Linked DNA regions of Sus scrofa: all the other regions are linked to region 5. Evidence: chromatin contacts called from public HiChIP or PLAC-seq and promoter capture Hi-C data. All regions are on one chromosome and are shown on one strand. Each heading gives the region's core, a stretch centred on a gene start, on an enhancer-like site or on the middle of the called end of the contact. The rest is flanking DNA. Distances are from core to core; before and after follow the strand shown.

The links. Promoter capture Hi-C pulls out the DNA fragments that hold promoters and counts their contacts. HiChIP or PLAC-seq counts read pairs in DNA pulled down with a chosen protein or histone mark.
Region 1: an H3K27ac HiChIP or PLAC-seq map of alveolar macrophages shows a contact between it and region 5. The contact joins the enhancer-like site here to the promoter of DUSP6 in region 5. A contact is called at or near these places in 3 of 5 promoter capture datasets (fetal liver, fetal skeletal muscle and liver), 14 of 47 Hi-C or Micro-C datasets (alveolar macrophages, embryonic fibroblasts, epiblast stem cells and 9 more) and 2 of 2 datasets of contacts at active chromatin or transcription factors (alveolar macrophages and skeletal muscle).
Region 2: an H3K27ac HiChIP or PLAC-seq map of alveolar macrophages shows a contact between it and region 5. The contact joins the enhancer-like site here to the promoter of DUSP6 in region 5. A contact is called at or near these places in 8 of 47 Hi-C or Micro-C datasets (alveolar macrophages, fetal liver, liver and 4 more) and 2 of 2 datasets of contacts at active chromatin or transcription factors (alveolar macrophages and skeletal muscle).
Region 3: an H3K27ac HiChIP or PLAC-seq map of alveolar macrophages shows a contact between it and region 5. The contact joins the enhancer-like site here to the promoter of DUSP6 in region 5. A contact is called at or near these places in 4 of 5 promoter capture datasets (fetal liver, fetal skeletal muscle and liver), 23 of 47 Hi-C or Micro-C datasets (adipocytes, alveolar macrophages, brain and 15 more) and 2 of 2 datasets of contacts at active chromatin or transcription factors (alveolar macrophages and skeletal muscle).
Region 4: a contact with region 5 is called in a promoter capture Hi-C map of fetal liver, with 3 times the contacts expected there. The contact joins the enhancer-like site here to the promoter of DUSP6 in region 5. A contact is called at or near these places in 2 of 5 promoter capture datasets (fetal liver and liver), 4 of 47 Hi-C or Micro-C datasets (embryonic fibroblasts, heart right ventricle and liver) and 2 of 2 datasets of contacts at active chromatin or transcription factors (alveolar macrophages and skeletal muscle).

What each region holds. Positions count from the first base shown.
Region 1 is chr5:93,205,123-93,209,672 of Sscrofa11.1, forward strand. The region is part of intron 10 of POC1B (POC1 centriolar protein homolog B); the gene reads left to right. Among named protein-coding and RNA genes, the nearest start is that of GALNT4, 74 kb to the left of the region's middle. Within about 2 kb of position 2,354, at least 6 of the 83 cell types and tissues checked have an H3K27ac peak or open chromatin away from gene starts, as enhancers often do. A contact at or near this core is called in alveolar macrophages, where this site is marked.
Region 2 is chr5:93,367,197-93,371,463 of Sscrofa11.1, forward strand. It overlaps LOC110260804 (a long non-coding RNA gene), which reads right to left. Exons shown (of 3, transcript XR_002344275.1): 3 at 4,151-4,267. Among named protein-coding and RNA genes, the nearest start is that of DUSP6, 66 kb to the left of the region's middle. Within about 2 kb of position 2,010, at least 15 of the 83 cell types and tissues checked have an H3K27ac peak or open chromatin away from gene starts, as enhancers often do. A contact at or near this core is called in alveolar macrophages, liver, omental adipose tissue and 2 more, where this site is marked.
Region 3 is chr5:93,185,123-93,190,001 of Sscrofa11.1, forward strand. POC1B (POC1 centriolar protein homolog B) reads left to right here. Exons shown (of 12, transcript XM_021092774.1): 10 at 2,160-2,240. Among named protein-coding and RNA genes, the nearest start is that of GALNT4, 55 kb to the left of the region's middle. Within about 2 kb of position 2,394, at least 6 of the 83 cell types and tissues checked have an H3K27ac peak or open chromatin away from gene starts, as enhancers often do. A contact at or near this core is called in alveolar macrophages, liver, omental adipose tissue and 1 more, where this site is marked.
Region 4 is chr5:93,397,940-93,402,351 of Sscrofa11.1, forward strand. No RefSeq gene overlaps it. Among named protein-coding and RNA genes, the nearest start is that of DUSP6, 97 kb to the left of the region's middle. Within about 2 kb of position 1,777, at least 17 of the 83 cell types and tissues checked have an H3K27ac peak or open chromatin away from gene starts, as enhancers often do. A contact at or near this core is called in fetal liver, liver and skeletal muscle, where this site is marked.
Region 5 is chr5:93,301,635-93,306,131 of Sscrofa11.1, forward strand. It overlaps DUSP6 (dual specificity phosphatase 6), which reads left to right and starts at 1,424. Exons shown (of 3, transcript NM_001267842.1): 1 at 1,424-2,284; 2 at 2,890-3,327; 3 at 4,360-4,497. The coding sequence starts at 1,885.

The DNA.
Region 1 (4,550 bases), core at 1,104-3,603, 96 kb before region 5:
CCAAACTGCTGTTTAGGGGTGTCTACCTATGTGATGAAAGTAAAGGGACGTAGACTGAGATGACAGACACTGCAGTCGAGGTGGCGGTATCCTCTGAGAGGGAGAGGCAGAGAGAGATCCTAAAAGGACCTACTTTATTTCTTAAGGTGGGGGAGAGAGTTACCTTATTATCCTTTCTGTCTTTTCATTGACAGAGCATCATTGGAGCTTAAAAAGTCAGTTGTTATTTGATAAAAAGAGACGTACAGATTCATTCAGAAATGTTAGCATCACGGGAAGCGTGCATTTCCTTTTCATGCCTGTACCAATGTCGCTTGATGGCCGTGGTACATGCAAAGAAGGGGAGGCTTTCTGGACGGTGGACAGATGGCCCTTCCGAGACGCAAAGTGGGTGAAAGTAAACCAAGTGTGGTTTTCCAAGTCAAACTTTTTCAAGGATGTAATCCTTACTTGAATGTAAACTATCTTTTAAAAACATCATTGTACCATATAAGCTGTTACCTGCCTCAGAATTTAGATTCACACACACACACACACGTGCTGATTTTTTGAACACAGTGAAGTATCACTATATATAATGGTTTATTTCTGCTCTCGTCAATTCAGCATGCTGCATAAATTGTTCTTGATGAGTTCTCTACAAAGGAGATAGTAGGAATGCGTCCCTTACTCTGTAGCCTTTTGTGAATCTAGCACAGCAGGATTCACAAAAGATGCAATGGCTACTTGTCCTCTTTTTGGAATTTACAGAAGGTTTTATTGGTCGTTATCTTTTTCTAGAGTGCTAAGAATAATGGAAATAGCATCTTTTAGTTTTATAGTAACTCAGAAGAGAGAGTTCATTCTAGTTTACTGAGTATTATGGTCTGTACTTAGGTTTATCCAGGGCAGCGCCTGATTCTCGACTCAGCAAAGGGCCTTAGGAGACAAATCTTCCTTTAAGGGATTCGTAGTTTATGTTTGCCTAATTGTATAAGATGTGAAACATGGAAGGAGGTTGTTGTACAGATTTGATGTGTGCTAGCTGTATCCTACCTATTCATGGCTTCAAAATTAATAAGCTTCTCTAGAGATGAGAATAAATATTAAAGGCCAAGACAGATTTGTGGCCTCAGCTGTCTTTTTCAAGGGCGCTGAATTAATCATTCAGATATTCTAGTTGATAGTTGAATGGGGAGGGGTTGTTTTTTTAAGACATCTGACAAAAATGAAATTTCCAACTTGGTTTGAAGAAGAAAAAATCAAAGCCTGAGTAAAACCTTATCCCCAAAGCCTCTTTTTCTCCCTTTGAGACAAAGATGTATGATTTTCCCCAAGGGATAAACAAAAGCCTTTCTCAGCTCAACAGATTTAGTCTGGGAGACACAAATTCCACTTGACATTCTCTGATTTTATCCTAGAAATATTTTTAAATCCATCAGACCTGATCAGGTAGGAGGGTTTCTGTGTACAAGGACGCACGCTACACTGTGCCGAAACAGGGTAGAAGAGACGCGGTTTTCTTCTCCAGGACCAACGGCCTTTACGTCCTCAAGTTTTAGAAATGGAGAACGAACCCTGTGTTGTGGACCTGTGACAACCCCATGTGGGTGACTCCATGGCTCTTTTCGCTCTTTTTCTGATGAATCCATCCAGTCCTTGGTTAACACTGTCTTTGATCTCAAGGAATGAACCAAAGACAGGGCAGCGCCCTGAGTCACTTCCAAAAGACAGCCTTCCTCTCTCGGTCAGGCTTCTCAGATGAACTCAGAGACTGTCTGAATCTTTTGTGTTAATGGTCAGCTCAGTGTAAAGCCTCCCACTCACTGGCCACCACTTCCTCTAGTACTCCAGTTCCGACCACTCATCACCCCGGGAGGGCCTCCAGTCCCACGAGCCTCCGCCTTTTCACTGCCCACCTTCTGTGTCCATGTGCCTCTCCTTTATTGGGCTTGGATTCTACAGTCCATCACCCGAGCAATGCCCTTGCCCCTCCTCTCTGCATTGAGCTCACCCCCAAAACTTCAGCCTGGTTAAATCTATTTTTCTGCCTACTCGCTACCCACAACCATGCAACTGAATTTGACTAGACAGCCGTGCTGACTGATCCGCCCCTAGTTTATTTCTGTAACTCCAAGGGTCACACGGTGCTGCCCAGTGGCCCATTCGCCACGTAGTTATCTCCTCCCTGTCCTGTGACCTCGCTGCTCTCTTGCTGCTTCATCTTTTCCACCGGCCCACATTGGTGATGTGTTTCCCATCTTTAAAAAGGAAAGCCTTTATTTGATCCTTCATTCCTTTCCAGCTCCTGTCTCATTGTTCTGCTTCCCTTTATAGCAGAACTCCTCAAACAAAAGGCATTTACTGTCTTCATTTCTTCGCTTTCCACTCTTCTGAGTTCGCTCCCATTAAGCTTTTGCCCCACCACTCCCCTCCAGGCAGGGTCCCAGTGATTCATCCAGACCAGCCTTCCTACAGGATGTGGTCTTGGTGATCACTCTGTCCTCCTAGAAGCTCTTTCCTTAATTGGCTTCTGGTCCAGCATCCCTCCTACCTCCTGGGTCACTAGTCACCTCTCCTGCTCCTTCTCTTCCTGCCTTCTAAAGGCTTTGCAACCGTTCTCTTTGGCTCCGCCTTCAATGATTATAGACCCATGGTTGCAAATAGTTATATGCCAAACCCCCCAGCTATAAGGGAACAGAAACTTCTGTACTTGGTACCCTTCCACACCTTGCCTTATGTACCTCTTCCCCTGGCAGTTCATCTGTATCCTTTATAAAAACTGGTAATTTATATAATTCTGTTAATTCCCAAATTTATATCCCTTGCCCCAACCTGGATTTACACAGAAATCTAGAATTGTATATTTCCACCTGTATTTATGATTTTTCTCCTTGGAAGTCTAATAGGCATCTCAAACTTAACATGCCCTAAGTTTACTCTCTACCCATTCCCCTCCCCCCCAAAAAAATACATCATCAATGAAGCTAAATCATGATGTAACATTTTACCCAGCTTTATTTTTCTTCATAACTTTTGTTACTACCTGACCTCACATCACAAATCTATATATTTTCCTTCTTCATTCATTGGAATATAATCTCATGTCAACACAGTCTCTTTTGGGTTTTTTTTTTTGGGTTTTTTGTTTGTTTGTTTTTCTCTTTAGGGCCTTACTCATGGCACATGGAGGTTCCTAGGCTAGGGGTCTAATGGAAGCTACAGCTGCCAGCCACAGCAACTCCAGATCTGAGCTGCATCTACAACCTACACCTCAGCTCATTGCAATGCCGGATCCTTAACCCACTGAGCGAGGCCTGCAACCTCATGGTTCTTAGTCAGATTCATTTCTGCTGCGCCATGATGGAAACTCCCAACAGGGTCTCTTTTGTATATTCATTTCTCATATGAGGCAGAGTAATGGTTCACAAAGATGTCCATTGCCTCATCCCCAGAATATGTGAATACGTTTCCTTATGTGGCAGAAGGGGTTTAGCAAATGGGATGAAGTTAAGGATTTTGAAATGGGGAGATGATCCTAGATTTGTGGTCCAGTGCAATCACAAAAGGTCCTTACAGGGGAAGGAGGGAGGCATGGGAGTTAGAGAAGAAGGTATGACAGGGGGAGAAGAGGTTGGAGTGCTACAGCCTTGAGCCATGCAGGTAGGCAGCCTTGAGGAGCTGAAAAAGGAAAGGACAGATTCACCCCTAGAGCCTCCAAAGGAACACAGCTCTGCTGACACTTTGATTTTAACGCTGTAAAATCTTTGTGGACCTTCAGAACCTTAAGGTGATAGGTTTGTGTTGTTGGATTCAGTTTGCTAATATTTTGTGAGAATTTTGCATCTATATTCATCAAAGAAATTAGTCTGTAATTTTCCTTTTTCGCAGTCTTTGTGGTTTGGTATCAGGGTGATGGGGACTCCATAAACTGTACTTTGGAATGTTCTCTCTTCTTTAATCTTTTGGAAGAGTTTGAAAAGGATCAATATAAGTTTTTGTATGTTTGAATTCACTGTGAAGCCATCTGGTCCTGGATTTTTTTCAACTCTATTTTTCTCCCTATTGTATATGTTCAGAGCGAAAGTGAAGTCCTTATAACCTGTAGCAGTAAGGATATATCAGCCATTCAGATTCATTCTGTTCACGTGGTAAGGCTGTATTTTCCATCTATGAGATGGCAGCCATGGACATATCCACGGAGAACTTCAGGGTGGTGATTGCTCTGCCACCCATTTGGAGGAAGTGGTCCCCTGGAAAACTGTAAGCTCCTTGAAGGAAGGTACCATGTCTGACTTGTTCTTTGTTGCAGCTTCAGTGCTTACCATAAGAGGCTGTCTTTTGTTAAATGGATCAATAAATTTTATCATTGCCCTACTCCAAGTGTCTGCAAAGAAATAAGAGGTAAGGGAATACATGTGATTTCTCCCTTTTGTGGACTACCAAAGCATTTGTTCTTCTCCTACAGTCATTTGTTTGCTTGTGTTTCTTATTTATTCACTTCCAGTGATGTGCCGGGCACTGCAGGGGATCTAGGTCTTGCTCTGTCTTAATTCTCTCCCCACATAGAG
Region 2 (4,267 bases), core at 760-3,259, 66 kb after region 5:
GGTACCGCCCTAGAATCACTCTTGTTTGCTTGCAGAATATGGCTTTTCAGATTATATCCTCTTGTTTTAACTGAATGAATGCTCACCAAGTAGACATGTGGCTAGAAAATACTCCTTGCAGAGAAACTGCAGGTTAAAAAAATACTAATAATGTAAGCACATGTGGATGACTGTAACATTGTAGAGGTGGCTCTGCTCACTCCTTATGTGAGACACATGACCAGGGAAAAGCAATGATCGAATCCGATCTGTTAAGAATTAAGCTGCTTTTTTCTCATTATCAATACTATTTAAAATATGGATTCATATCCACTGTTTTTTCAGCTTTATTGGCAAGTAAAATTGTAAGCTATTTAAAATCTATAACATGATGATCTGATAAATGTTAACTCATCCATTATCTCACATATTCCCCCCCTTTTTAAATGAGTTCTACCCTCTTAGCAAATTTCAGTTATGCAATACAGTGTTATCAACCTTAGTCCCCAGGTTATATGTTAGACCCTCAGAACTTCTTCAACTTTTTTTTTTTTTTTTTTTTTTTGGCCATGCCCGTCTTTTTTTTTTTCAGCATGTGGACGTTCTGGAGCCAGGGATAGAACGTGAGCCACAGCAGTGACAATGCCAGATCCTCAACCTGCTGAGCCACCAGGGAACTCCCAGAACTTATTCATGAAAGTCTGTACATTTTACCAATCTCTCCCCATTCCCTCCAACTCTCCAGCACCTGGCAACCACTTTTCTACTCTCTTAATTCTGTGATTTCAATTTTTTTTTTTCCAATTCCACATAAAAATGAGAGCATACCGTATTTCTCTCTCTCTCGTTGGTATTTGACTCGAACACAGAGCTCTCCAGCTTCATCCACGTTGTTATAAATGACAGGTTTTCCATCTTTTTATAGCTAAATAGCATTCCTTCGGGGTGCATATAGGGTTTCTTTTGAGGTCTCTTTTCTTGGCCTGTAGATGGCTATTTTCTTCCTCTTTGTTCACAGGGTCTTCTCCTGTGAGCATATATGTTTTTGTCCAAATTTCCTCTTCTTACAGGGATGCAAGTCATATAAGGTTATGGCCCAACCCAATGAGCTCATTTAACTTCATCACCTATTTAAAGATCTTATTTCCAAACGCGATGGCACTATGAGTTACTGAATTTGGGGGAAACATAATTCAGCTCTTAACAAAAGCCATTAAAATCAAGTATTAAACTGAACTTATAAACGGACGTTCAAATCACCAATCAGAGGTTTCAAACCAAGATTTCTTTCTTTCTTTCTTTTTTTTTTTTTTGTCTTTTTGTCTTGTTAGGGCCATACCCGTGGCACATGGAGGTTCCCAGGCTAGGGGTCGAATCAGAGCTGTAGCCGTTGGCCTACACCACAGCCACAGCAACACCAGATCCGACCCGTGTCTGCGACCTACATCACAACTCACAGCAACACTGTGGGATCCTTGACCCGCTGAGCGAGGCCAGGGATCAGACCTGCAACCTCATGGTTCCTAGTTGGATTCATTTCTGCTGCGCCACAACGGGAACTCCTAAACCAAGATTTTAAAAAGAAGCATAATTTTCCAAGTTTTGTACCAATAACAAATACAAATTATTTACAAGTACTCTATATGCCAACTTGATCTCATTCTTTAGAAACTTTTGCTTTAGGTTTATGCTCTATGATACCATCATTTTCTACCATTAATTCATTAATTTAGCAAACACTATAAAGTCCTTCTCAAGTGCAAGTTCTCTGTTCTAGGCAGCTGAGGCAGATCAGAGCGAATGCCAGATACGTGCCTTCGCGGAGCTTACATTCTAGTGGCCAAGAGACTGACATGAAGTCAAGAGCATCGTAATTAAGACCGAAGGACTTGGCTCCAGCTCCTGGGAGTGTTGCCAACTCAGCCCTCAGCTGTCAGCCCTCTCTGGGAATTGCCCTTGGCCTAAGAGGGCTGCCTCACCCACGGTCATGACCTCTTCCTGGTCAGCCTGCACCTGAAGACTGATCACCGCGGGGGTGAAAAGGCCCAGATGCCAAGACTCAAAGTGAGCCCAGCTTGAGAGCTCCCTGTGGGGTTGGCTGGGGACTCTGTCCAGCTTAAATCACAGCCCAAATTCTCCCTCTGCCCAGTCTTGGTGCTTTCACTTTCCTCAGGGTCCAGCGTCTAATTTCCTGAGGAACCCAAACCCACCGCAAAACAATATAATGTTATGATATATAGGGCATGTATGTGAGATGATATTGAACATTATGATAGAATATGCGTATTATATCCTCTTATAATGCTATACTCTATTATTTACTGTTGGTCTTCCTCGTTGGAATGCGGCCTTCATGAGAGGAAGTATTTTACCTTGTTTGTCCACTGCCATATCCACAGCTCCCAGAACAGAGGCTTGAAAGTATTTGTCCCTCAATAAATGTGTTACATCGGTGAATAAGTTTGCAAAGTCAAAATAAAAATAGTACTGACTTGGAGTTCCTGTTGTGGCTCAGTGGTTAGTGAATCTGACTAGGAACCATGAGGTTGAGGGTTCGATCCCTGGCCTTGCTCAGTGGGTTAAGGATCTGGCGTTGCCATGAGCTGTGGTGTAGGTTGCAGATGCGGCTTGCATCCTGCGTTGCTGTGGTTCTGGTGTAGGCTGGGGGCTACATCTCCGATTAGACCCTTAGCCTGGGAACCTCCATATGCCGTGGGAGCTGCCCTAGAAATGGTAAAAAGCCAAAATAAACAAATAAGTAAATAAAAATAGCACTGACTTCCCAAGATAAAATTGTGACAACCCATGTGCAGGCTTAATGCAGTGCTTGGCGTATAATAAGTGCTCAGTGAAAATTGGTAACTATTACAATGTTCATTTCAAAGATGATTTATAAACTATTTTTTTTAAAGCCGGTAATTCAACTCTATTTGTTCATGTGTTAATTAATCAAACATTTATTGCCAAGAAATGTATTAAGAGAATAAGTCATCCCTGCCCTTAAAGAGAATTCAGTTCACTGGCATGGTCACGGGTCATATTTCATTTGTCATTTCGTGTTTATCCACTTCTGAACGAGCTTCTTCTGTATATCTTTCCGTTGTCAAGTATTCTAAGATATGAGCTTCAGTACTTGTTTTCCAAGTGATTTTTTTCTTTTTCAGTTATTTGGGCAGAACTTCTCAACTGCAATTCATTCACATAAATATTGTGCAACATCTAGCTGGAAGCTGTCATGTTTCAACTGATAGGAGCAAGTTCTCTTAATCTGCTGGTTCAGTATTATTATTTTTTTAAAAAATCAGGACATTTGGAGAGGGTTTCATCTGCCAACATTTTCAGTGAAATGTTCTTTGCTCAATGATTCCAAGGAGACCATCATAACTTTGCCATCTACTCATCCTTGAAGACTTCATTCAGGTATTCCCTCCTCCAGGAAGTCTTCCCAGGTTAAATCAGCTCCCTGTCCTCTCTGCCTCCTTTCTAGCCAGTGAAGCCATTATTGCACTTGGCACATTTTAGTGGAATTCTGCTTTTGCATCTGGCTTCTTCACTGATGGAGAAACTCTTCTAGGAAGAGAAACTTTGCTTTATTTATCGCTGTGCCTCATGCCCATCGTGAGGTCTGACAAATAACCAGGGCTGTTGTAATAGGTAGCTCTGGCTACGTAGGCAGGCACTGATGTAAGTGAGGTAACAAATCCTTACAACCATCCTCTGCAGTAGGGACGACAATTAGCTCCATTTAACAGGTGAGGAAACCGAGGCCCAGAGAGCTCAAATCACTTGTCAAGATTACTCAGCTAGGAGTGATCCAGGCGGAATTTGAATGCAGAAAACATGGTTGTGGAGCCTGCGGGCTTACCCACAGTGCCTTAACCCACTGAGCGAGGCCCGGGATTGAACCCGCATCCTCATGGGTACTAGTTGGGGTTGTTACCACTGAGTCACAATGGGAACTCCCTGGTGACAGCATATTTATTTATTTTATTTTGCTTGTTATGGCCGCACCCATGGCATATGGGAATCCCAGGCTAGGGGTTGAATCAGAGCTACAGCTGTCAGCCTGTGCCACAGTCACAGCCACAGCAATGCTGCATCCCAGCTGTATCTGCAACCTACACTACAGCTCACGGCAACGCCGGATCCTTAACCCACTGAGCGAGGCCAGGGATTGAACCTGCATCCTCATGGATACTAGTCAGGTTCATTACTGCTGAGCCACAATGGGAACTTTCTGGTAAGTGCGTCTTGAACTGAACTGTTCACATAAACTATTTCATGTAAG
Region 3 (4,879 bases), core at 1,144-3,643, 120 kb before region 5:
CTCCGTTTCCTCCATGGGAAGCCTTTCTCACCAAGTGTTCAGTCAACAGTTTCTCCTTTGAGGTTCACCAGGGCACTTGCTTTTGGCACCATTTATTTGATACCAAGTTCCACTCCTTAAGCTGCCCTTGTTTACGTCTTTGTATTCATAATGTTCAATAAATAATTAGTGATCATGTGATTTCTTTCTTTCTCTCTCTCTCTTTTTTTTTTTTTTCTCTCTGAATTCTGAAATAACCACCCTCAGAGTCAGTGGCTACCCTAGTTGGTTATTCCCTTGCTTTTCTTTTTAATTTTACTATAAATGTTTAAATCAGTGATTAGATATTTTTTCATTTTGGATAATTTTAAACTTTATTTGAAAAAATTTTTTTTCCTTCTGTTTTTAGAGCCGCACCCATGGCATATGGAGGTTCCCAGGCTAGGGGTCTATTTGGAGCTGTAGCTGCCAGCCTACACCAGAGCCACAGTAACGCAGGATCTGAGCCGCATCTGCGACCTACACCACAGCTCACAGCAACGCCGGATCCTTAACCCTCTGAGCAAGGTCAGGGATTGAACCCACAACCTCATGGTTCCAAGTCGGATTCATTTCCACTGTGCCACGATGGGAATTCCCTTAAACTTTATATAAATAGAATCATACTGCATATATTTTTCTATAGCCTGCTTTTTCACTTAACACTAAAATCCTGAGATTCATATGAATTTCATTCATTTTCACTGCTGTATAGGATCCCAGTGAATTTACTACAGTAGTAATTCTCGTGATTTGTGAATCTCTTCTACTCTTGATGAACATTTAGGGATTTCTGACTGTGATTTGTGTTCATTTTTGCCATTACAAACTTTGTTGCTATAAACAGTGTCAGCATCACTAAGCTTTTTAGCTTTTGCAATCTAATGGGTATTAAGTAGCATTTTGCTTTAATCTTTCCTTTTCTAATTACTGCTAATGTTTCTGAAAATCTCTCCATAGTCTAGATAACTCTTAGATTATAATTTTTACTTGGGATTGCCATTCTTTGCACGTTGATTAGTAGGTTTTTCTTATATATATTGTAGCTATTTGTCCTTTTTCAGTTTTAGACGTAGAATCTCTTCCTGTTCCATTATCTGATTGTTAACTTTGTGGTTTCCATTGTTAAACAGAAATCCTTAATTTTAATGTAATCAGATGGATCAATTTTTTTTTTTTTTTTGCCTTATGGTTTTCCTTTTCGAAGCTTTTGTTTAAGACGTCTTTCTCTACCCTAAGCCAGAAAGATATTTTCCTACATTTACTCCCATAAATTTTACAGTTTTAAATAACTTCTAGGTATCTAATTTATCTGCTGTCCATCTTTGTATGTAATATTAGGCAGGGATCATTTATTGAACTAGTTTTCTCAGGTAAAAATCATCTTTCCTCTTCTGACTTGTGACATCGCTTTTCTTTTGTATTTCTTTTCTGTATATACAGGGCTCTGCTTCTGAGCTCTTGATGGTACAACCTTCTATTTATGTGAAACTTCTTTATTGACTTTACATGAGTTTTTTTTTTTTTTTCATAGATGTCTTATGCATCTTTGTTTTTTCGGATGTATTTAAAAATTTTATGATATTGTAAATGTTTTTTTTTTAATTTACATTTTCTAATTGCGTACTGAAATGCAGACATACACTTGGTTTTCCTGTATTGATTTTGGATCTAGTAAACTGCCTTATTTGTTTTAATGATTTAGCAGTAACTTCTGTGGAGATGTCTTTATATATGAATGACAATTTCTATTTCTTCTCTTCAAATTCTTACCTCTTAATGCTTTTATTTCCTTTTCTTATCTTAATGAACTGGCTAGGACTTTTTTCTGCATCTTTTGAGGTGGGTCATTTTATTTTATTTTTAAAATCCCTTTGTAGATGAATCTCACTTATTTTCGAATGTAAAAGCAGCTTTTTATTCCTGGGATAAGTTCGTCTGGGTTAGGATGATCTTTTCTTATATATTAGACTTGATAGACTAATATTTTAGTGAAAGTTTTTGTATCCATATTAGTGAATATACCATTATATTTTAGTTTTAGAATATATTAGGAAATACCCCCTAGATTGTTACAGATGGCTTCTGGTTTCTTATGGCATAAAAATCTAATATTAGTTTTTTTTAACGTGTGTACACAGATTAATCCAAAGCTTGATGTAATCGATTTGCAGACCTCCGCTCCCCCTGTTGTGGACATCCTTTCTTTTGATTCTACTACAGTAAGTTTTATTTGGCATTTGAGTGGTGTTTTAATTGTTTGGCACAGTCTATTTTCCTTAAAAAGTATGTGGGAGAGAAGAAAACAAATGGGCTAAATAGCCTAACAGCATAGAAATAGCCTTGTTCAAAAAGTTGTATTTACAGTGTATCTAAATAGCCACAAGGGGGAGCTTCGCCAGTTTCCAAAAGCTTTAATGGGACAACCTTGAGCACAGTGGAATCCATACTCATTGTCGCATTTCCTAAGGTGCTTCCCGCCCCCCGACCGCCCCGTGTGACATTTCACTTGCTGTCTCATAGCAGATTTCCTTCTTTGGTAATTGCCTTCAAAAGGTGCTAAACTTATGTCTAGTCTCCTTAGAACCTGAAAGAAAAGCAGTCATTTCTCTTTGTTCATCTATCTTGATGGATAATACAGGAATTAAGAGGTATTTTTAACACTTGCAATGCTGTTCTAAAAAACTATATACATATAATTTATTTACTCAGTGTATCCAACGTCTTCAGAAATTGAGAGTTTAGCTTTTCATTTTGCCTGTGCTCAGTCCTTGCAAAGCAGATCGTCTCTGCCATCGAGTCTGCTGGTCAGGGCAAAACCAGACATTAAATCGAACGGGAGGAGTGGTGTGGTCTTCGGCAACGCCACTGGGATGGTGTCAGCATTGTCCAGTGTGTCGGGTAAATTATTAATACATGGCCAAACAAGAGAACAAACAAGCAACAAACACTTGGCATTACAACAGTGCAGCCTCTGCAGTGGATCCCAAGAATTGTATTCAGTGTAGAGGAGTTCTGAAGAGGACTAGCCTACCTTGAGTCTGTCGTGTACCAGAAAGAAGTCTGCTTATTAAAGGGTCTTTTCAGTGTTAATTCCACGGCAGAGAAGACTCCTAGATCACTTGTGAGAGGTTCCAAAGACAGGAAATCAGCTAGGGGGTCGAGTGGGGGCTGATTGTCTAAGAGAAGCCCAAGAATCATTGGGGACACCTAGGACCTTACGTGAATCTGTGGTCTCATCTCTACATTCTTTGTGCTTAAAAATAACTTTATAAATGTTTCCCTGCATTAATAACTTAATGACATAAAAAACTAACTAGACATTGAATTCTTGCCACAGTGCATGGCTTATAGTAGGTGCTCCATACCTTTATGTTTGAGGAACTGCTCAAAAGGCATGCTGTTGAAATGTGCAAATTCTGGTGAGTTGCGTTTTTGTTCCAGTAGTGAGAGGAGCAAAAGATAGGTTGTTTTGAGATGTGCTGCTTCCTTGTGAGGTGGTTGGTAGGCTACACTTGGGTGTTTCTGGCCTAGAAGATATCAGAGATCATCAAAAGCCTTTGTTCTGTGCTCTGAGACTCTCTCTCCCCGCCAGAACCCTTCAAACTTTGCAAAGCCTCATTGACCTGAGCGATCCAGGTGTTCTCCATAGTGTGCAATGGAGGAGGTTATAACTGCCACCCAGCAAGTGACAGCAGGGTGTCTGTCCCTGGGTGGTCATGCAGCAGTGTCATAGTCAAGTGTCTGCGCTGTACGACCCTAACTCAGGCATACAATGTATGTGGGATTTCAAGGAGACAATTCTTATAATAAACACATGATACGTTTGCAGTTGTGTTACAAAACAGAATAATAGGACCAAAGAAGACAGTTAGTATCCATATAAGGGATAACGTTAGGCTGAATTATTTGAAATTGCCAGCTTGTAGGCAAAAACAATCCAGCACCAGTGATTTCCCACAGCTCAACCCAATATATAAGCATTACAGAAAGATTCCCCACGGTTCCTTTGAGTTGTGTGCTTGATGCCACATAAAAATAAAAACAAACAAGAAAATGCAGAAAACAAAAACTCGTTTGCTATAAATTGGTTTGGCTAGTGGAGTCCCAGGAAAGTAGTTTTTGTTTGTTTGTTTTAGCTGCTTGCCTCCAGGCAAGCCATAGAGAATCCTGATTTTATTTATTTTACCAATACCATTTTCTGAAGATATAAATGCTCATAAAGCATTTAGGGTTTTTTGTTTGTTTGTTTGTTTCTTTCTTTCTTTTTTTTTTTTTTTTTTTTTTTTGGTCTTTTTAGGGCCTCATTCACGGCACATGGAGGTTCCTAGGCTACGGGTCGAATCAGAGCTGCAGCTCCTGGCCTACCCACAGCCACAGCAACGAGGGATCCGAGCCACATCCACAACCTACACCACAGCTCAGGACAACACTGGATCCTTAACCTAATGAGTGAGGCCAGGGATCGAACCTGCGTCCTCATGGATCCTCGTCAGATTCATTTCCATTGAGCTGCAATGGGAACTGTGCATTTAGATTTTTATGTATAATATCTAGAGAGCTTTCCTTTGAATTTTCAATGTATGTATCCTTGCTTTAGCTCAGAGACAAGTGGTTAGAAAACTAAAGTGAAATCATGTACAGATTTGCCTTTCTTTTAATCTAGTGGTAAGTAATTCTTAATCTGTAATCTCCTCTTACTATTGGCTGCTTTTCTTTTGCTTCTGCACAACAAATCAAGGATCATTGTAAAGGCGATTTTGGCATGAAGCACTATTGTGGTCTGAACTTTGCATATGGTTATAAATTCAAAACCTGGAGACGTATTGGAAGCTCAAAAAAGCAGTAATTAAAGGTGGTT
Region 4 (4,412 bases), core at 527-3,026, 97 kb after region 5:
GAGTAGTCGCTAGTGCAGGACAGAGCAAGCCTGTGGCAAGAGATACGGGTGGTGAGGATGAGGTCGCAGAGGGCTTCACGTGCTCCCCTTGGGCATGTGGATTATGTGTGGCAGCCATTAAGTGCTTGTGCGTAATGCTGCTGCCGAGAATAATCAGTCCACTAAGAACACATCAGAGGAAGAGAATGAAGTGGGGGTGGCCGAGGCAGATACAAGAGTTAAGGTGGGGTTGCAATAGACGGATGAGGAATGATGTGGGCCTTGGTGGGGTGAGGCTAGGAGGAGAAGTGAGGACCGAAAGTAGGCAGTTTGAGGGCTCTCCACACAAGGGAGAAATGCAAAAATAAGGCGAATTCTATAGCACATGGTGCATAGGATGAATCTCAAACAGCTCCTCCCTTTCAGTTTTAGTCTTCAGAGGCCAGCTCCATCAGACTTCAGGTGATACAACTGAAAAGCTAAGCGATGCCTTCCACAGCCAGTGGGGAGAATGGTCCAGAATTACTGTCAGTTGGGGTATCACAGAATCAGACAAGGAGTTCCGCAGAAAATCAGACAATTCAGTAAACGAGTACACCACCCAGGATGGCCCCCAAGAAGGGAAATACGGCATGTCGTGATGTGTGTGATGTATGTACTCAGGATCTGCATAAGATACAGGATTCAAGATAAACCTTAGAAAGGATGTATTTCAGATACCATCAGACCAGGGACTTGACTTACCTATCAAGTGAGAACAATGAGTGACAGCTGAGTAAGTGCGTGCTTCCTGTGATTGCCAAGTTCGTTGGCATTTTGTCAGACTGTGGCTGCTGTGAAAAAAAGTCCCTTCTCCTGCATACTTGCCCTCTCTGGAGCCTGGGAGCCATGGGAATGAGGGTGAGAGTGAGTTTGAGTGAGTTCAAACTCACTCAAACAGGCCAGGATGACTGAGGGGTTTGGCACACATGCGTGTGTGCGTGCGTGCATGTGTGTGTGTGCTGGCTGAGGGGAGGGGTGATGGAAGGATATAGAACACAGCGGGCAAACTGCCAAGAAGAGGGGTGATCTTTGCAGGTGGCAGGGTCTCAGAGGCACAGGGACTCAAGGCACCCTTAGCTGAGGAGTCTCGAGGTTCAGGGACCGAAGGAATATGAAGTCAAGCCAGTGAACTCTCTGCCAGCGCTAAGTTCTAAAAATTCATCTCAGAGTTTTTTCAGTGTGTTTTAGCATGCTTAGCATTGACACTTGATTATTTTCCTAAGAAATCTGTCACTATCCTTCCAAGGGACAAAATGAATAAAGATAAAAATTATAGTGAATTAATAAAGATGAATTCTTAGGATCGTGTTAGGCATGCCAGTTTAAAGTCTGGTTACTTTCTTTGATTCTTAAATCTAATAACATCAATAACAGCAGCAGCAAAACTGGTGCTGGTGTTTTACATGTAGCACCATTCGTTTTCACAATAATGCTGTAAGGTAGGTATTATTTTAGAGATAAGGAATCTGCAGCCTGGGAGGCTGATAAAATGCCCACAGCTGCACTGCTAGTCAGTAGGGGAGCCAGCATTCAGAAGCAGGTCTGTCTGACTTGAAAGGTTTTTCTCCCTCTGCTCCCTCTTGCCGCCCACCTTCCACAGCAGGGAGTGAACAGGCTGGATCTACAGGTGCAGCTTAAAGCTTTGTTAGAGTTAGCAAAATGGTGTCTGCGGCCTGCTTGTCGGGGATCCTGGCCAGCAATTCAGCAGTGTTTTTCTGACCCTGGCTGGGCTGGCAAGTGATTGCTCTCAGGATTCTGACTGAAGCCAAGGGAGGCAACATTCGGTGCCTGAATCATACTGCTGGCTGGCCTTGACTTCAGAGGCCAGCGTTCCTGTGATTGTTCTCTTGGGCTTTAATTTATGCCCCTGCCACACTGCAGGCTCAGTGTCTAGGCCAGATAGCAAGGTGCTTATTGAGCAGTCGGAGTGTTACTGGCAGCCGCAGAAGCCTGCGTGGTGAAGGGCACCTGAGGGTGTGTGGGCTGGGCTCCTTTCTTTTGGGAGCCCTCCCTGAGTGGACCGCTGGTGCCCATTTCATGTTGGTCGCACATGATGTGATGTCCCTGAGAGATGATGAGAGGGTGCTGAGCTGAGGTGATACCAATTGGCATAACGTTAAACAACTGGATTATATGGGATTGTTTTCTTGGCTCAAAAAATAATCTTGGGTTATAAAGCCATTCAGTACGTAGTCTGGGGGCACCAACTATATTTTAAGCACTATTCTAGGTCCTCAAAATAGAGCATTGATTAAAACAGACAAAAATGATTGCCCTCATTGAGTCTGTATTCTAACAGATAAAGGTTACTCTCCTAGGGTCGTGTACTTAAATCAATTTGGTTGGTTTCCTGAGTATTGAATAACTGAAAAGCAGCAGGTTTTGGAGATGAAGAAACTACTTCACAGTTCTGTACTGAGGGTAAGACAGGAAGCTTACAGTCATAGTATGGGAGCAGAATATGACACATTCCAAGATGTAGATATTAAAACAGTGAAGTGGACATTCAAAGAACCCACATCTGAACATCAGAATTGGTCGGTCTCATGGAGGGCATGCAGTTGTGTTGTTTCTTAAAGAATAGGTAGAATTTGCCTGGTGGAGATTAATGGGAAAGTCATAGCCAGTGGAAAGGTAAGCGCAGTGAAAGTTTTGGGTGTGTTTAAGGATGATTGAAAGGCTGAGTGTGGGAGATAAAAGCTAGGAAAGCAGCTTGGGCGGTGCTGTGGAGGGCAAATAAGTAGCTGGGTCTTGTTTTTGTAGAGAAAGGGAAATCATTCCAAGTGTATGAGTATGGAAAAGACCTGATCAGAACACGTTTTTGGGGGAATAGAGGGAAGAAGCATTGACACTTTGAACAATTGTGCGTCAGGCACTTTAACTAATACGGTTTTCTGTACTCCTGAAATGAGCTATCATTTTATGGCGCAAATTGAGGATTAGAGGGTTTGGGGAAATCACTCAAGATCACACAACTAGAGAGAGATGAAACCAGGGCTTGAATACAAATCTATCTGGTTGTGAAATTTTTGTTCCCCAGTAACAGTGCTTGCGATGGTCCACGTGAGACGAAACAAGAACTTGAATTAGGCTGGAGACGGTGAGAATAAAAGGAGTTGAACGTTAAGGAGGAAGGACTGGAATGATACCTTGGACACTGGTGTTAGAAAACCTCTCACTGGAACTTAAGACTGGATGGGAGTGAAAGATAAAAGGGGGGAAGGAGTCAATGATAATAGAGGTTCTCACCTTGTAGAACAGTGGTAGCATTAACGCATGCTGGGGAGCCAAGTGGAAAAACTGGTTTTGTAGAGGAAGCGAGTGAGTTTGGTTTTGAAGATGTTTGCTTTGTGGTACTGGAGGGACATCCAGATATCCGGCGGGAAGATTACCATGCAGGTCTGAGCAATTGGCTGAAGAACTGGGAGCAATCCAAGCAGAAGTGATTGTCCGATTAGATGATATCATTGGGGGAAGAGATGAAAGGGTCGACTAAGGTTAGAAACTGGGTATTAGAGTGAAAAGAGTCAACAAAGGACTCAATTCTGATATTTGAAAATATGCACAGCAACACAGGTGTTTGATTAACACCGATATCCAAGAGTGCTGAGGATGTGAATTCACAGTGACTGCCATGTTCCTTTATTTGTTTGTTTGGGTGACTTCTCTGTCATTTTCATTAGTGACCTGGAATGGCTTCTTGGTATCACAGTAGTGTTGTTGTGTGTTCATGCCTCAACTCTTCCTATATATGAAGCTCAGGGTGTTCCTAAAATGTGCACTATGACTCAAACATAGGCACTCCTGTTTGGGCATGTTTGAGCAATATCTTCTAGAGCCCTGTTTTTTTCCCCTCATCTTTCCCATTTAATTCCTGTAGGAGAACATCATGATGAATGGGGTCCTGAGTGAGACAGTACTTTGGAATAAGGCATGGCCAAGGCTTCAGCCCCACGATACTCTGGGAGCTTGCATCTGTCTTTCTCTTTACAGTAAAGAGCTAGAAATCCAGTTCCATCCATGTTTGAGAGCTTAAAGGTAAATTCAAGCAAGTATCACGACAAACAGGAAATGAGGCGCAAAACTAGAAATAATCCTCATCAATGGTAAGTAAATCTTTCCCTCACATGTGGAAAAAGTTGGTTGTGAAGAAGCATGGTGTCCCTTCAAAGCATCAATAATGTTGAATTTATGAAGTGCTGGTTTATAATGTTTCATTTGCCTCAATTCTGCTTGTATTTTTCCTTCTACACTCTTGTGTTCTCTCCTCAGTTCACTAGTTTCTGGGCTTTGTATTGTTCCTGCTCAATGACCAGAGCCCAGAGTGGAGCCTGTCTGAGAGTGACTGACCGTTCAGTACACAGGGGTTGAGTCTATCAGGTCATTAGTCT
Region 5 (4,497 bases), core at 174-2,673:
GCACCGTGGCGGAGACGTTTCCCAGGACTCCCAGCTCGCCTCGGGAGCGAGGGGGGCCCGGCTGGCGTTCCTCCTTAGCCCACACCTGCCCCAGACCCCCAAGTCCCACCCTGGGCCCCCCCACCTGCCTTGGGGGTCGCCCGGCGCCCCCGCCCGCTGAACGCGGAGGCGGAGGCGGCGGGCGCCGGCAAGGAGCGCAACGCGCAGGAGCGGGCGGTGCTGTGCGAGTCGCCGGCGACGCAGGGGAGGGGGCTGCTGCCGCGCAGGGAAGAGGGTAACCCCGCGCGGGATGTCGAGCGTGGGGGCGGGCGGCCTCTCCTCTGACAAGCCTCTGGGTTTACAGTAGGCAATGCGCGGAGCTCTCCTGAGCCCCCGCGGCCTGCCGGCCTCGCAGGAAGACTTCCTCACGCTTTGCGGATGGTGGGGGCTGCCTGCCCGGCTCCGGACGCCCTGGTGCACCTAGCCCAGGCAGCCCCGCCAGGCCGGCTCCTCTGTCGGAAGCTGAGCTCGCTGCTCAGAAATGATGAAGGAGCGCGACCCCCGCCGCGTGCAGTAGGTGACGGCGGGTGAGGGGGTCGGATCCCCGGAACAATGGCTCATAACGCCCCCACGCCGCCTGAGAGGAATAAAAGCACCGGATTGCCCAACGAGTTTGTTTCTACAGCCTCCACGGTTTTTAAAAAATAATTAAAGCGCTATTAAAAAAAAAAAAAAAGCTTGCTTTCTATTATCTGGACAACCAAGCATTTGTTTGTTTGCTTGCTTAAAAATGTTTCAACAAAACCCTGGTTTGTCTCCAAAGATGTTGGATTAGCATTTAACACCTCATCGGTCACTAAAGCCCAGGCAGTCCACCAGCCCCAACACAGTCTCGGCTAAAAGAACATCGAAGCAAACAGAGCCGGGCTTTTTAAACTGGCAAACAAATGCCACACACTGCCTACGGGAGGAGGGGGAGGTTAAAGTGAACTCCAGTCCAAAGGAGTTTAAAGGGAATAAAAGCGAAGAAGTCAGCACTAGTTTCCCTAAAGCTAGCTTGCGCGCACAGGCGTCGCGAACAACGGCTTTTGTGCCTGCTAATTGCACCATTTGTGCGCAAAAGTTCCGACGCTAAGTGTGAACTCTCAACAGAAGGAAACATGAGACAACTGAAGTGCCCTGGTTTGTGTGCCCTGCTCCTCCTCCGCCGCCGCCTCCCCTTCTTTCTCCTTCCTCCCGCCGAGCCCGCTGTTGCAGCTTGTTTGCACTGGGGCTTATCCGGAGCGGAAATTCCTTTCCGTTTTTGTGAATGACAAACTCATTAACAATTCATCAACACAACCTGTTCCAGCCGGCCCGTCCCCACGGCAACAGCCCCTTCCGCAGCGTGCTCATTGGCTGGCGGGGAGAATGTATCCATTGAGACGCTCGCTGTTTGTATCCATTGAGGAGCTGCCTCGCGCAGGGGGTGTGCGAGGGCTGAGTCCAAGGGAGAGTGAGCAAATCCAGGCTTTAATAATCCGAGGAGAAAGCCGCCCGGGTGGATTTGAGGTGCAGTTTGGAGGGAGGGCTCAGGAGCTGCTGGACTTTTTTTTTTTCCTCTCCTCTCAGTAGCACGAAGTCCGAATTAATTGGATTTCATTCACCGGGGAGGAACAAAACTGTCTGGGCAGCTTCATTCAAAGAGATTCATTGACACCAAGAGCGTGCGGCTGCAGCCGGGTGCAGAGGGAACCGCCGGCTTACTTCTGTCTCGCTTGCCCCAACCGCTAACCCGGCTCGGGAAAGGAGAGGTGGCATTAAACCCCGCTCCAAGAGCGGCGGCTTTGGCGCGGCGCGCTCGGCCTATGCCTGCCCCGAGGGGAGTCTGGTAGGCACCTCGCCCTCTCCGGCCGCTCGACCCCCATGATAGATACGCTCAGACCCGTGCCCTTCGCGTCGGAGATGGCGATTAGCAAGACGGTAGCGTGGCTCAACGAGCAGCTGGAGCTGGGCAACGAGCGGCTGCTGCTGATGGACTGCCGGCCGCAGGAGCTGTACGAGTCGTCGCACATCGAGTCGGCCATCAACGTGGCCATCCCCGGCATCATGCTGCGGCGCCTGCAGAAGGGCAACCTGCCGGTGCGCGCGCTCTTCACGCGCGGCGAGGACCGGGACCGCTTCACCCGGCGCTGCGGCACCGACACCGTGGTGCTCTACGATGAGAGCAGCAGCGACTGGAACGAGAATACGGGCGGCGAGTCGGTGCTCGGGCTGCTGCTCAAGAAGCTCAAGGACGAGGGCTGCCGGGCGTTCTACCTAGAAGGTACGCGCCGGGGGCGTCCCGCGCCTGGGGCAGGGCGGGGGACCCCGGCTGCGGGTGCAGGCGGGGCGCGCCGACTGGAAGCGCCCCTGTGGCGCTTGGCTGGCGCTTCAGAGCCGCGCTGTGCGCCAGGAGCTGTCTGCCGGCTCCCGGCGGCGAATCTCTCGCGGCCCGCGAGCCGGGCCCGCGCGGAATCGACCCGCTTCCGGCCACAGGCACGCGTCGTTTCTTTGGAACTAGCTCTTCTTTTTCCTACCCGGCATATCCCCCACTTTCCCTCTACGTTTGATTTTGAATTCAGATTTCGCAGGACTGCAGAGGCCGTGGGGGTGCAGGCAGGCACCTTCTGGCACTTGTAGATACTCAGAAAAGTTGCCATTTTGTGCATTTCCGGATTCAAAAAAATAAGGGTTCCCAGGGGAGGCGGGCCTGTTCGTTCTGTTCCCAAGGGTGCACCTTTAAGTGCCTTTCGCCTGTATTTGTCTCTGTGTTTGGGGGGTGGGGGGGTAAGGTGCTGTGGTGTGTTTCTGAGCCCGGCTGCGGCTCTCCAACCTGTGAAAACTACTACGGTATCTCGGGTTACAAGATTGCTTTTCTCGTCCTGGCAGGTGGTTTCAGTAAGTTCCAAGCCGAGTTCGCCCTGCACTGCGAGACCAATCTAGACGGCTCGTGTAGCAGCAGCTCCCCGCCGTTGCCAGTTCTGGGGCTCGGGGGCCTGCGGATCAGCTCCGACTCCTCCTCGGACATTGAGTCTGACCTTGACCGAGACCCCAATAGTGCAACAGACTCCGATGGCAGCCCGCTGTCCAACAGCCAGCCTTCTTTCCCCGTGGAGATCTTGCCCTTCCTCTACTTGGGCTGTGCCAAGGACTCCACCAACCTGGACGTGTTAGAGGAGTTCGGCATCAAGTACATCTTGAACGTCACCCCCAACTTGCCGAACCTCTTTGAGAACGCAGGAGAGTTCAAATACAAGCAGATCCCCATCTCTGATCACTGGAGCCAAAACCTGTCCCAGTTTTTCCCTGAGGCCATTTCTTTCATAGGTGAGACTAATAGCCCTCACGCAGCCTTTTAAATGCAAAATTCAGAACCATTCCTAGAGTTCGAGGGGTTCACCTTTCTTGTTGCTAACTTGTGGGACTGCAGGTCTCTACGTTCCAAGGGCATTCTCAATTCTGTCGCTTAGCTTCTTGTTAAGAAAAAGGGCCTTTTGACAAGGCGGCAGGCCACAGGTGTATTTGAAACGCTGTCTGCTTCTTGACCTGGAATTCAGTCACTGGAAAGGGGGAGGGCACTCAGAAGGAGACAGCAGAATCCCCCCCACCCATCTTTGGACTCAAGGAGGGCCGGGTCCCAGAGGTACACAGGGTAGACAGGAATTCTAGCATGGCTTTGTAATTTTAAAAGCTCTTCGAGTTGCAGGACACCACGGTGTCCAAAAGCCCTGTGAATGCTAGATGTTGTGATCCAGCTGGACGTTCCTGTGACACTGCTTAGCAGTGAGACGGCGAGGGTAACCTGAGCACAGCAGGAAGGACTGTGGGCCGAGAGCCTGGAGAAGCGAATCTCCAGGCATTGTAATGCATTTCCTATTACAAAGGAACTCATTTTCAGGCCATGTCGACATCCTGTTCCTCCTAATGGGCTGTCCCCTGTGACTTCCCTCTCTCTTTTAAAATGCCTGAATACCTCCATTGTTAGCGGCACAACAGTTGGAGAATAATTTAATAGACCCTTGCAGTCTGCTTGTCTGTATAAAAGGCATTCACGACCATATTGCAGGGTTTCTGGTATTCACATGCTGAGGCAAAGAATGCACACATTAAGGAGTTTTTTGTTGGCAGAAACTTAATACAAAAGCTCCCTTTTCAGAAAATATCTGAAATATGTAATTGTGCCCAGTGTACATGTTTTATCGCAGGAATACATTTTCTGCTGCCTGCAGGGCTCAACTGCCACACACGATTATTTTTTATCTTTATTATTACTGCTGTTACTCAGTTTCGAGACTGAGCACTCACAAAGGGTGGTTTTCGGTCTACTGACATTTTGCCTTTCTTTTTGTGTGTTTCCAGATGAAGCCCGGGGCAAAAATTGTGGTGTCTTGGTGCATTGCTTGGCCGGCATCAGCCGCTCGGTCACTGTGACTGTGGCTTATCTTATGCAAAAGCTCAACCTGTCGATGAATGATGCTTATGACATTGTGAAGATGA